Linked DNA regions of Sus scrofa: region 2 is linked to region 1. A link is a contact called in public HiChIP or PLAC-seq data. All regions are on one chromosome and are shown on one strand. Each heading gives the region's core, a stretch centred on a gene start, on an enhancer-like site or on the middle of the called end of the contact. The rest is flanking DNA. Distances are from core to core; before and after follow the strand shown.

Region 1 (7,215 bases), core at 1,647-4,146:
GAAAATTACCTGTTTTGAACCTTTGAGTATGATTATTTAATTGTTGCAACTACTCATGTTAAATCCTTGATGCCAAGGCTCTGTTGTACAGGAGAAAAGCCCAAACTCCTTATAACGATGTAGCACATCCTTCATCAGCTGACATTTTTCTTCTCTCCCAGATTACTTTCCCATCTCCTCCTCCCTCTAGCTCGTCCGTGCTGCTTCCCCTTTGCATGTTCAGGACTTCTTCCAATGATGCTTTCGCACCTCAGCTCAGTGAAATCCTACAAATGCCACTGGCTCAGCGGATCTTACCTGTCATCCTAGGCAACATCAATAGTTCCAGGACCACTAAAGCTCACAGTTTTCACAGTTTGTCCTATATTTCAAAAGCACTTTATAGGAGTTCCCATCGTGGCGCAGTGGTTAACGAAATCCGACTAGGAACCATGAGGTTTCGGGTTTGATCCCTGGCCTTGCTCAGTGGGTTAAGGATCCAGCATTGCCGTGAGCTGTGGTGTAGGTCACAGATGCGGCTCAGATCTCGAGTTGTTGTGGCTGTGGTGTAGGCCGGCAGCTACAGCTCCGATTAGACCCCTAGCCTGGGAACCTCCATATGCTGCAAGTGCGGCCTTGGAAAAGAAGAAAAGACAAAAAAATAAAAAAATTTTTTAAAAAAAGGCACTTTATAGCAGTTTATTAGGACTGGTCATATTATTTAAATCCATGAACATAATGAGAATAGAGGCCCTATTTTTCTTCTCATTACTACCACAATGTCTAGAATATAGTAGCAGATTGATAAATATTCATTAGAAAAAATTTACCTGAATTCGCGTTATTTTTAATTACTCACCGGTTGAAGAGCTTCATATTGAATATGGTAGATTCTGAGATGGAATAACACATCTCTTCTAAGAATTTGAAATGAGCATGTTTTATTGATGGGAAGTCTTTTTGCATCTTACCTTCTAGAATTCCAATGCATGTTCATGTTCCATGAAGAGAATGGGCTGTGGGGGGTTTTTGTTGCAGATTTGGAGCCAGTAGATTTTTATGAATGTGAACCTTATTGTGTCTTCTGGAAGCTTTTCTGTTCTTTAATACTTCTTTTTCTGTGTTCTCCCAGGAACCAGGGCAAGTGTGTCGAGGGAATGGTGGAGATCTTTGACATGTTGCTGGCTACATCGTCTCGCTTCCGTATGATGAATCTCCAGGGAGAGGAGTTTGTGTGCCTCAAATCCATCATTTTGCTTAATTCTGGTGAGTTGATAACATGGGAAAATTTAATGCCTGGTTCCTGAAAGATGTATTTATTTGTGTTTTCAACCAGATACAAGCTACTTGCTCTGAAGGCACAATCACAAATTGCAAGAAACAACTGACACACATTTAAAATTTTTTTAATAATAAATAAAATAAAATAACTGTCTTCTTTAGAGATTGCTTATCGAGGTAGTCAAATATGATGAATGAAAAACAAAAATGAAACATTGAATCAAATGGCCTTTTATTGAAATATTTGCATCCTTTCATAGATATTTTTGTTAAAATGGTACATGCGGGAGTTCCCATTTTGGCTCAGCAGGTTAAGAATCCAACACAGTGTCCGTGAGAATGGGGGTTTGATCCCTGCCTCACTCAGTGGGTTAAGGATTCTGTGTTGCTGCAAGTGTGGTGTAGGTTGCAGATGTGGCTTGGATCTGGTGTTGCTGTGGCTGTGGTGTAGGCTGGCAACTGCAGCTGCAATTTGACCCCAGCCTGGGGACTTCTGTATGCCATGGGTGCGGCCCTGAAAAGAGAACAAAAAAGTTACGTCCATGTGGACATAGGTCTGTTGCTAGTTACAGATGTCAGAGTGTTAAGTAGATCGAGAGACCCTGTTAAGAAATTGTGACCAATGCCAAATTCCAGGTCCTAAGGAAAGAGGCTTATTTGAGACAGACCATGTTTCTGGTCAAAACTGATGAGCTGAAAAATGTAATTGGTTCAAGAGGTAGAAAAACCTGGTTCTGAACCTGAGGAACGTGGAATTCAGCACATTGGTCCAGCAGAAGGAACAGTTTTCATTTGATCCATGGTGTCTAATTCAACTGTCCCCTCCTATTCCCTTGAGAAAGCTTAGCTGAGAGTGGCATCTAGTTGGTGGTTTTTTTTTTTTTTTTTTGGAGTGAGGTTGGCGGTTGTATAACGAGTCACTCCAGGTCACCCAGATGGAAACTCTGGCTCAGCCGGAATTAGCACCCTGACTCGTCCCAGCCTTCTCTGTATTTGGATCTAAGCACTTGATCTCCAATTTGTAGCACCTGAAGCTTAATAATGAGGTGTCAGCTGCACATAGATACCCTTAACCTGAACCCTAATCCCCCAGCCCCAGGCCCACGTCACATCTGAGACCTCATCCTCACTTAGAGATCACGGCTGTTTGGAAGCCCTGGGCCTGGTTTAGACTGAGTTTCTTAGACCGTTAGATACGGTCTCAAATTTCCCAGTAGCTGAACTGCAGTTTGTGTTGATCCCACATGAGAGAATCGGCGCTTCCTTGTCTTTTGAGGTATTTTGTTTCTTCCTAATGATTGCCAATCCCGGCCCACGTCCCCTAACAATTTTCCACTTCTCTTCCCCACCAATGCTGGTAACCTGTATTGCTTAATGGTTATCATAGTAATCACTCTCCCTTATCAACCGATAAATGGAAATCTGTACAATTACACGAGGCAAGGACGGAATTGCGGAGCGAAGTTGCACAAAACATAATGCGGTCTCTACTAAGGAAGTGATTACCACTCCATTCAAGTTTCTGGTTCCACTCACGTGCATTGTGCTTTTCATTTTCGTCATTTGTCCTGCACGTTGAAGGGTCCAGATCCCACAATGGCTCTTTATTGTAGGAGAGCTCTGGGAGCAGTGCCACTCGGCTGTGCACTGCCAGGTCCTGAACCTGCTCCTTCTTCGGTGGAGGGCTGGCACATGCCAATGGCTCTCGTGTGGGCAATCTGTTAATTTCAGGGAAGGCTGGCTTATCACGTGCTGGGACTTTTTTTCCAGGAAATAATACCCCAGACAGGAAGTGAAAGTAGCCAGAGTTATATAATCTACAAAAAAGTAGACACGCTGATTTTGGTCATCAAAATATTTCCTTCAGATCTGTATAGCTTTTTCTTGTGTTTATTGGTCTGCTCCTCTGAGAGGGTATGTTTTTTCTCATATTATGTAATTAAAAAAAGGCAGGACTTTTGCCATCGGAATATTGGATTTATAGACCTAAGTTTTTCAAATCCCAGAGGAAAAAACTTTCAGCCCGCACAAGAAAGTCTTTTATTAAATACTGGCACCAGCATCTCAAAACAGTATTTCCAACCCAAGGATTTGGATCCCTACCTGATGCCTCATGACACCAGTTAAACTCTCCTGCTCCATCGTTGTTCTTGCACTTCTGCCTCAGGATCTTCTGTGAGCTTCTTTGCACTGGAAGGGTTTGGAGCACTATTTTGGAGATGCAAGGCACTGTCTTACTGACAGAGTTTATTGTTGTCTTTTTGGTGAGATACCAGAAGCTCGTCTTTTCGCTCAAGGTCAGCCCTTGAGCAGTAGCAAAACAGAAGCCATCGCTCAACCTGGGGAAAATGAAATCACTCTTTCCACTCCAAAAGCGAGCTATGTGTTGGAAAAGCAGACCGGCTGCTGAGCACAGCTCCTGGTGTCTCATATTGTTCCTGAAATACAGAATCAGAAAGGACCTGACTCTGAAACACAGTGGTGTGGTACTCGGAGCCTTTTTTGGAGTTAAAAAGGGATCATATGCCACATGGGGGACACCACGATCAACAGTTTTTTTACCCCACAACTGGAGGTATGGACTTTTGTAATAACCCAACCAATTCATGGCTCCGGTCAGGGGCAGCTCTTCACCTGTCATGGGATAAATTACAAAATGACTCTAACTCCGGGAATCTCTGACAGAAGCCAAGCTAGAAATGATTCAGGAAACCCGAGCTCAAAGATGCTTTTCTGATCCCTGGGCAATAAGATCTCAAAGTATGGAGAAACCTTGGGTTTTGTGTTGAGCTCCATCCCCACAGTCTGAGAAGGGTGTGTTTACATTGGCCTTGATGTTGGGGCAGAGGCACGAGGGGAGTTGAAAGGTTGTTGTGAAGACCTGTTAGCCTTGATGGAAGACTTGAGAAGGTCTCCCAAATCCCAGAATCTCCAGGGGAAGCTCTTTTCACTGCTGTTTGGAAGTGGGAGATAGGCATCATGATCTCTGCAATAGAAAAATTTATTACTCTGCTTGCAGAAGCTTCAACTCATCCATAGGACAAACACTGTTTGTTTTTCCACCCCCACCGAAGGACAGAGACGTTCCTGGTTAATCCAGAGATGCTTTAGCCAAATCAATGTGAGCTTCAGGGCATTCTGAGAACTAGCTGGACAGAGTTCAAGTTGGGCAAATGAGAACAGAGCAGATGAACTCAGGGCAGAGGGCTGTGAGGAAGCAGCAGTGGGAGAGGAGAATGGAGCTGGAGCTTTAGAGCGGGACAAGGAAGGAGGTGCTATGCCCGTTTACAATATTCTTTCTACCCAATGGGACTTCAGTTCTTCATTCTAATTCTAGTATTTTGAATTCTTCAAGCCCAGTTCAGATCTCACCTTACTCAGGAAATCTAGCTACAACCCAAGTCCATAACAAGCCTTTCTTCTCTTGATTCTTTGAGTTCTTAGAACCGTACCTCCTATAATCTAGCATTTGGTCAGTTGGTTGATTGATTTCATTCACTGATTCAATAATTTCCTTCATTTACTCCGTAACTCATCCTTTATGGAATTCCCAGCTCTAAACTTTGTGCCAGATGTATGACAATGAACGCCATGGTCCTTTGATTTTGTTTTTTTCAGTTTTTCACTTTACCTTGGGTGGGTACTTTATGCATGTATATCCTAATTTCCCTATAACTATTGTTATTATTTTGTATTGCTCACAACCGGTGAACTGGCAACAAGTATTATACCCTTCTCTCATTTCACAGACCCTAATTTGCTGGACATGACCAGAAGGACCTAGAAAGTCCCCGTTTTCCCTTTGCTCTTCCTACTGTGGTGAAACATATCATCCTTTTCAGTGTCCTATAGATAATGTCAAGTTATTCTGTGAGAAAAAAGAATGCCCATCTCCTTGGGTTATTGTGAGATGAAGGGAAAATGATGTATCCAGTGTCTAATGCCCTTCATGGAACACAGTAGGTCTTCAGTCAGCAGCAGCTGTCATCCTCACGCATGAGAATCTGGCATAAACAGAGTCAGTTCATTCCTTTTTTCAATATAATTAAGTGCTTTTAGCTTAAGGCCTCCCTCCCGAGAGGCTTAAAAAAAATATGCAAGGACGCAGGGGTAATGACAACAATAGATTGTTACTGTTCTCCCGAGGCTTTGTTAATGGTGCTATGTAATTGTGTTTAGAGTAATATTAGAGGAAGATTTATCTCATGGATAATAATTGATTGTTATTTGAATCTTCATTCTGACTGACCTTAGTGGAGACTCAGCTGTGTCCTCATTCAGCATCGGTTGACTCGGCTGCTTCTGCTCCCCGCTCCCACACCTGTGATCCTCAGTAAGCCCTCTGAATCCATTCCCATTCAGAACCTCGGCCTTTTAGGGAAAACTTCACAAGTCCAAGCTTACTATGCAGTCTCTAATGCATGTTGGGTTTGGCCTTCGAGTGCAGATTCGTAATTATTTCTCCCCATTTTCGGAACTTCTTTCTGACCACAATTCATTGTATTCCTCTAAATTCTAAAGCACTTCACACATTTGGCTCCCTGGTCACTTTATCCGCTGGCTCCCTGGAGAGCCTGTCAGACCCCTGACTCCAGCTCCTCTGCCCTCCGTGTTACCGTAGATCCTTTTCCCTCTCTTGACCCAGACTAACTCTAGTTACTCCAGCTCGGTGCCTGCTAGATCCCCGTGTTACCTTTGGCGGGCCTGTCTGTTACTCCTGGAAAGTCTTTTGCTGTAGAGATGCCGAACCCTTGATCACCTGTTCATCCCAAACCGATCTTCAGACAACGTTTTTCTTTCAACTGATGGAGTAATAAAGAGCAGTGAAGAGCCAAGCCCACAGGGGAAGAGACTTAAAAACAACCCAAGGTGGAAAGTTGAAGGAGAGGAGAATACCAGGAAGGGAGAATGTATGGCATCGGCTCTAATGCCTGTATCCTGGTGTTCAATGAAAGAAAAAAAAAAGCCCGTGGAATGTCATACAGGCACATGTACATTCAACCTAAACATCCAAACGATGCCAGCTCTCATCTGTCGTTTAGTTCTGCTCTGTTGATACAGCACATCTCGTTACCTTGGTGCCTTGATGAAACATCTGAAGCCGATGACATCCGTTTCCTTCTTGTGTTCACCAGAGGCTGCCCTCTGGTCCGAGAAGCATTTATAATCAGGATCAATTATAACCAGCTCTCCTCAACGAAAACATTTCCTCTCTCCAGGGCTGAATTCTTTGCACTCTCTCCGTTAATTATTAGACAATTATTTAGAGCATTGATATTTTTAAGTGGAGGAGTAAGACAATGATTCACAGTCCCTATATTTAGATGAAAGAACATTTGAAAAACATGGACTGTAAGCAATAAGGGCCATTAATTCTTAACAGTAGAAGGATTCTGATAGGAACAAGTCTTGGACTCCGAGATAGACACATCGTCAGGTATGCTGGTTGCTGCCCCAACAGAGAGGGTTTGATTTGATTGTATGCACTCTGGAGTCCTTTGTCCTGCTGGACTTCCTCTCCAGGGAGCCTGCTCACTGAGATTTACGGAGACAAATGGCATTTGATGGTTCTTTGGTGGTGCATTGTCTTGTCTCTGGCTGATGGATTCTTCAGTAGTCGACCCAACTCTTGGAGCCTCTTCTTGTTGCCCCCTTCTTACGTGGCCCTAAACGGGCCTCATGGCCTCTGTTAATTCCTTGAACACTTGTGCGCCAGGGGCTTTGTTTTGAAAGGCCAGGCATTCCAGAGAAGCAACTCTGTGACTCAGTTGGGGGTTGATGGATGCCCTTTGATAAGACACTTCCCCAAGCCTCATGTGTAAAATGGACATAATACTACCTAAGCTTCGGAGTTCAAGTTGTGGCTCAGTGGGTTAAGAACCAGACATAATATCCATGAGGATGGAGGTTTGATCTCTGGCCTCTCTCAGTGGGTTAAGGATCCGGTGTTGCCAC
Region 2 (7,215 bases), core at 1,345-3,844, 140 kb before region 1:
GCTTAATAATGAGACACAAGCTCTTTCTGGAAGGCTGGAGGTCTTAGACACTGAGGTATCCCTGTGAATAAACCTGGATGCCCATGTGTTCAACTCTAATGGCCTCCTTTCTTTCTTTCTTTTCTTTTTTAGGGCCTGTGGCATATGGAAGTTACCAGGCTAGGGTGTGAATCAAAGCTACAGGTGCCAGCCTGTGCCACAGCAACAGCAATGCGGGATCCTTAAGCCACTGAGCAAGGTCAGGGATTGAACCTGCATCTTCATGGATACTAGTCAGGTTCTTAACCCGATGAGCCACAATGAGAACTCACTAATGGCCTCTTTCTTAATTGAATCAAAGCCCTGCCAGTTTAAACAGGATGGGTATTTTCAGTTTGTTTACTAGAGTTCCTAGAATCCCAAGAAAAATATATATTTTGTATACCATAATCATTTCCAAAAATATAGTAAGCTTGAAAGAGGCTTACACCTACCAATTGTCAGGAATCTAAGAATTTGAAGAAGTTGGTTATGTAGGTGGCACTATCCCTTGTGAGAAAGGGCAAGAGTCCTCCTGTGTTTTCTCCAGAAACAGTACACTTCTGGGGAAGCTCTTTCACCATCAAGAACACTTGGAATCTATTACTTTTCCACCTTTATCTCTCCATATTCTAATTATCTATAATTTCTCTAAGAACTTTTCTCTGAAATTGTAGCAATAGGAACATTTTTTCCCATTTGGGCTATGGTCTTCATTCTGATTCTCAACACTATCCTTTATTATAACTTGTGATTTGCACTAAACATGGGCAAAATGACTGGCTTTTAGAAATGGATACAGATGTAGTATGTACAAGGCCAGGGAACAGCTTAATTATCTTCACAAAGTATTAAGGCTTCAAGGAATCAAATGATGAAATGGACCCCATTCTGTAAATTTGGCTTGTGATTAGACTGTTAGCCATGCTTGATGAGTTATCTGGTCTTGAGCTAGTTTTATAGATTCTTTTTTCAAGTTTGCATGTGCACCTTAGCTGGGTTTAAGAGTGTTCTTGCCAGCTTATTTTGGCATTTCTTCTGCCAACCTAACTACTGTACTGATCACTGACATCAGCTTTTGCAATCTGACCAAGGGCCTTTCTTTCTCTCTCTTTCCCTCTCCTCAGCAGCGAAATCTATGTTTTATAGGAAACCAGGTGTTATGTCAGGTTGCTAAGTATCTTCCCACTGAAGGACGAGTATTCTGGAGCAGCATATGTTTAGCATTTGACATTTGATAAATAAGCTTGTTTAAGATATTTGCAATAGAATTTCAGCTCTGACAATTGTAAGCAAAGGAGCCAGTTGATATTTGGTGAGGTAAACAGATGTGTACACGCAGCCTGCATCGAGATGCATTAATTTTTCTGAAAAGTGGGTAAGAACTTGCGAGCGTGAATAATGGAATTCAAATCAGAAAGGGCAAGATATTTGATATTCAGGAATAAATCACAGTATAATAAGTTTGTTACTTTGTTTGGATCGAATGAGGAGCCACTAATACTGAAATACAGTCAAAGATGAGGAAAATGGAGATTCCGTAGAGAAAAGCCTGGCCTCGAGATGATACTATTACTCCCAATGGAATGTTGTTTTCTTTGAAAGGCACTGGTTTGAGTCAGCACACGAAACATTCATTGATCACTACCTAGGAAAGCTAATTTATTTACAAGGCACAGAGGTAAGTCTAGTGGAAAATACAAAGAACGAAGCATAGTCCTTATCGTTAAAAAAAACCTTTAAAATCTTGGTGTGTTTTAGGGAGAGAAATTTTCTGGCTTGGGCAATAGGGGATATATATGGTTAAAACAGAATTGCTGCTATATCGGTGGTAAGAACAAGATATTTCCTTTTGCTGAGCTCTCTATTAATACGGTGGTAGAATTTTATGATCCTTAAGGTGCTTGATCATTCTTGGTTTCTTCTTCCCCTAGTTCTTTTGTACTTGCTCAGGTCAACATTTTAGGAACAGAGCTCTGGTGATTTCTGGGAGTTACCAGGTTAAGTAATAAATTCATCATTTAACGTGTATATACGGAGCCTCTAACTTACCCAGCACTGGGCTTCAGTCCTGTAGAGCAGATGAATGATTCTCTAATGTATTTAAGGTGACAGAGTTCACAGATGAGAGTTGATAAAAAGGGAGAACCCCATTTCAGCCTCGAGAAATTTGGTGTGCACCCACTTAAGGATTTGTTAAATCACCAGCTAGGGTGAACGACTTTGTGCTCCAACTGTGGGATTGTTGTAGGATGACTGTCCCACTGGCAGGCACTTCTTGTCCAAGAGGATGTGATTGGGTGTTGGTGACTCAAGTCAGGCCGGCAAGATTCATCCGTGACCAAATTAAAGACAACAGGGACTTTCTTTGTATCCAGCTCTGCATCGATCAGCATGAGACAGAGAGGCCACCCATTGGGAGGTGGGGAGGCAAACTGTTTCTTTTGCAAGTCGGAGAAGGAGAACTGCAGGCCTGCGTAGCAGAACTGTTAAGAAATGGGAGAAAAGAGAGAACTTCACAGGGAAACCTTGGTGTCGTATTTATTCCTCTTGGCTACAGAATGCCTGCCAGCAGGAGACTCATCATAAGATATTACAGGGAAATGAAGCCAGGCAAGAAAAATCTGCACTGCTTTTCTCCTCACCCCATAAATTTTGTTATTAATAAATCAGATTCTTATAGAACAGCCTGCCACAGCTGTCTCTAGAAACAAGGTTTTATTAGCCGAGCTTTTATTAAAATGCACAGTAGCTTTAAGAGTGGCCATTATACTTTAAAGTCAAAACGGATGTCATTGAGAATACATGTGATCGTGGCTGACTCCTCACTTGATTTGGACCCTGACACTGGGTTTGGTTGCCAGCATAAGGCAGCGTGATTTGACATGCAATTAAAGGTGTGGTAACCTGTGATTGATTTCCCATTCTTGGCATTCAGTCCCTGCCTAGACTTTTGGGAAAATTCCAGAACAGTGAATTCCCATACAAAGGCTACCTCTTTGGTTGCTTCAGCATCCAAAAGGGACATTTTAAAAATAGTACAGCAGCTCACCAGAACAGGAACAATGCAATCCATTTTTGAATTAAATTTTATCAATGTGAAATTGGTGAATTATCAAATATAACTAAAATAATTATAGTTTCCCAGTAGGATTTGGTGAAAAGGGAGACCAGTACTCTCTATGCTCTTACTCTGTGTAATTCATTTTAAGAGCCATAATGTATATGAGTTTTGTTTTTCAGACTGTAAACATAAGTACATGCTGATTTCAGAATCACTGTGGACTCGGGCAGTTTGTTTGTCAAGTGCTTTTCAGCCAGGCGACTCCAGCTCAACAGGGCAGAAACGTGGATTGTTGTAAACTTGTGGGCACACACTCTGCAGTGGAACAGGCATGACCAGGCAGGGCTGACAGCATATTAATTAAGTTTTCTTCAGTTGTAGAGCTGCAGCTGCTCCCTTCCATCATTGCTGAGTTCTTCTTATCACAGCAAATAGGAGCCTAGCTCTGGAGCCTGGGAAGAAGGACAAAGACTGGGCTGGGATGGCATGATTGGCCACCATGGTGGGCTCTGATGACTCTTATGCAGGTGGATAAGTAGAGCAGGTACAGCTGGGGTTCTAGTTTAGGAAGAAAGGGGAAAAGAAACACTGCTTGTCTGTACACAGTAGACTCATCAAGGTCAATTAACTCATAATGGTTAATCACCCCAGAGGACCCTAGTGTTAAGAGAACTTGCTAGTTTATTTGAATTTGGGTGCTGACCAATAACACCATGAAGTATTATGGTTCCTCGTGCATACTACAGTTTGTTGAGAAGTTGGCAGATGGGCTACTGGGCTGGAAGAGCAGCACAGCATTGGCTGGTACACAGCACCTGGGACAATTGAGGTTAACTGGTGGTTGTGACAGTAGCATGGTGGAAATGTTGGTAATTACTTTCAAAGAAAACTGAACTGATTAACCCATCTTGTTTGGGTCTTGCACACAGACTTCTCCCCACTACTAACAGATTTATTCCAAAAATTGTATAAGATGATGAAAACAAAACTTAACAGTATGGGGAAGGGACAGAGGAATCAAATCATGGAATTAGACTACTGGCTGCTTCAGTTACATTACTGGATCAGAAGATTTAATGCAGAAAGATTGATCCTAACTTCTTTTATTTAGCAATTTATTTAAGGCTTACTTTACTCACACTGAGTTGCCTTATCAGAAAGACTTATTTTGAAAACTGCTATAATTAAAATTTCAACAACTGATAGTGGCCAAGATGTTCTGGTGTATCAAACTCATGTTATTAATATATTCTATAAGATTTGAGGTCATACCAAGACTCATGTGTGTATTCCACTAACGTATCTATTGCCGTCTAGTAGGTAATTATGTCTAATGGTAAACAAGACAGATGTAGTCTCTGCCTTCATGTGGTTTGTAGTTGAATAGTCTTTGATATTTTGTTATGATTGTTATATGTCTTTAATTGGAGACATTTACCATTTTAGCTTGTGTTAAACACCGAACATAACACACTCTCCCCCACCCTCTGTCTTCCTCTCTCCATACTTTTGGAAAAGATAAAAGCCCCAATGGGGTTAAATTTCTGTACCCAATTGCAAAGTTTATTCTGCATCATGAAGGTGGAGTGAAGAGTTTTTAAGCAGCAAAGATTACATCTTTGCAGTTTCGATTTATAGGCTGGTGTTCCTGACAGCCTTAAAATTTTCCACTTGACCAATTTCATGGTCTTCTCCATACACAATGCAATCATTAATACAGAATTATATTTTGACTCAAGCTCTTGGGTGGGATGATTCAACCATCCTCCTTCAACACGGCAGCCTGAATGCAGCAACTAGTTATTCCAAACAATGAAAGGGCAGCATAAAATTATTTTTCACATTATGTAAAAACACTTCTTGCTCAGTGTTTTGCCCTTGACTTTTAAAAAGTAAACTTTTCATTTTTGGATCAGTTTTAGATTTACATAATTATTGCAAAGATCATCCCGAGTTCTCACATGCCCCACACTCAATTCCCTCCATTGTTAACATCTTCTGTGACTACCCATTGCTCTCATCACAGCTAAGGAACCAATGCTGATATCTCATCATTAACTGGAATCAACAATTATTCAAATTTCCTAATTTGTTGCCTAATACTTTTTTTCCTGTTCTCGGATTCCGTCAGGATAGCTGATATTTGGTATTCGTGTTTCCTTAGGCTCCTCTTGCTTGTGATAGTTTCTGAGACTTTGTTTTTGGTGAACTTGTCAGTTTTGAGGATTACTGGTCAGGAATTTTGTGGAATGTCTTTCAGTTTGGATTTGTCTGATATTTTCCTCATGGTTAGAATGGGGTTAATGTGTTTTAGGGAGGGAGGCCACAGGTGTAAACTGCCCTTGTTATCACCTTGGATCAAGGGTATGTACAGTCATCATGACTTACTGCTGTGGATGTTTACCTTGATCACGTGACTCGAGGTGGCATTTGTCAGGTTTCTGTACTGTAAAATTATTCTTCTCCTTTTCTGTATGGTCCTCTTTGGAATGAAGTCACTATGAGCAGCTCATTCTAAAGAGTGGGGGGGTTACACCTTAAGGTGGAGTATTTACATAAATTATTTGGATTTGTCTATTCTCAATTAATTTATTCAATCAGTTGGTTCCTATATCCTTTGGACATACACCTATCGTTGTGTGATTTTTTTTTTTTGAGCATGTGTTTCCTCTTAGTTCTGCCACGACAAGATTGTTCAGACTCATCTTGTGTATTTCCTGCCCCAGTCCTTGAATCAGCCACTTTCCCATGGTGTCATGGTTCTTTTATTGGAAACCAAGATCTGGGCAGTAGGTGTACTTGCTGTTACGGGGGTATTGTTACTTCTAGGACCTATAAGCTGACAGTGCAAGGAGAGATATGTGTTTATACTGTATCACATATTTATAAATATTTTTGTATGTCACCATCTGTGTCTATGTTAAGCTAACCATGAATAGCACACTGATGTTTCCAACTCTAATCATTACAGCATGGATCCCCTAGTCTTCTCTACTTACCTGTTACTTATTACTCTAGCACTATGAAACCTGATTACCACTATCTGCCATTTATGTACTTAATTACTTAATTCCAATATACCTAACAGTGGTTTCACAATCACCACAACTTTATCAACTAGAAATAGTGTTTATGTACAGTTCCTTTTGCCTTTAGTCTTATGGACCTCACTCATTTCCAAAATACTTAAATGAGCTTATTTCTTCTCCTCCCCCAGGAAGGTTGTGTCATACATGTGGATTAATGTGGTTCATTCTGCATTGCACCATGGAATACTCTTGACTTTCTCCATGATTTTTAAAATTGAGTACGTTGGGTTTATTCTTTTTTCAGTTTTATAGTTTTGAAACACTTGATGTTACATTCATTGTTATAACAACATAGTTACTATAACATAGAAGAGTTTATCCATCTTGTAAAATCTCCTGTGCTTCCCCTGTTTATCCTCTTCCTTTCTGCCTTGAACTGCTAGCAACCACTGATCTATTTATTTCTCTATAGTTTTATCTTCCAGAATATCATATAATTGGAATCACATAGTATGTAACTTTTTCAGATTGTCTGCTTTCACTTAGAAATATTAGTATTTAAGTTTCACTCTTTTTTTATAGTTTGACCGCTTATTTCTTTTTATTGCTGAATAGTGTTCAGTTGTATGAATATATCACTGTTTTGTTTGTCCATTCACCTACAAAGGATAGCTTGGTTGTTTCCAGTGTATGAGAAGTATGAATAAAGCTGCTATGAATATTTGTATGCAGGCTTTTTTTTGTGGAAATAAGTTTTTAAGTCAGTTGGGTAAATATCTAGGAGCATAATTTCTGGATCATGTGGTAAGACTGTGTTTAGCTTTTTGAAAAATTTATTGTTGACTTACAATGGTGTGTTAGTTTCAGGTGTACAGTTTCAGTTTCTTTTCCCATATAGGCTATAACAGAGTACTGAGTAGATTTCCCTGTGCTATACATTAGGTCCTTGTTACTTATTGATTTTGTATATGGTAGTTTATATATACCAATTCCAACCTCCCAGTTTACTTCCTTCCCATTATTTCCCCTTTGGGAACCAGAAATTTGGTTTCAAAATCTTTGAGTCTGTTTCTGTTTTGTGAATAAGTTCTTTTGTATCGTTTT

The links. HiChIP or PLAC-seq counts read pairs in DNA pulled down with a chosen protein or histone mark.
Region 2: an H3K27ac HiChIP or PLAC-seq map of skeletal muscle shows a contact between it and region 1. The contact joins two enhancer-like sites. A contact is called at or near these places in 1 of 47 Hi-C or Micro-C datasets (liver) and 1 of 2 datasets of contacts at active chromatin or transcription factors (skeletal muscle).

The regions. Positions count from the first base shown.
Region 1 is chr1:14,246,057-14,253,271 of Sscrofa11.1, reverse strand. ESR1 (estrogen receptor 1) reads left to right here. Exons shown (of 8, transcript NM_214220.1): 6 at 1,112-1,245. Among named protein-coding and RNA genes, the nearest start is that of ESR1, 240 kb to the left of the region's middle. Within about 2 kb of position 2,896, at least 3 of the 83 cell types and tissues checked have an H3K27ac peak or open chromatin away from gene starts, as enhancers often do. A contact at or near this core is called in skeletal muscle, where this site is marked.
Region 2 is chr1:14,387,025-14,394,239 of Sscrofa11.1, reverse strand. All of the region lies in intron 3 of ESR1 (estrogen receptor 1), which reads left to right. Among named protein-coding and RNA genes, the nearest start is that of ESR1, 100 kb to the left of the region's middle. Within about 2 kb of position 2,594, at least 8 of the 83 cell types and tissues checked have an H3K27ac peak or open chromatin away from gene starts, as enhancers often do. A contact at or near this core is called in skeletal muscle, where this site is marked.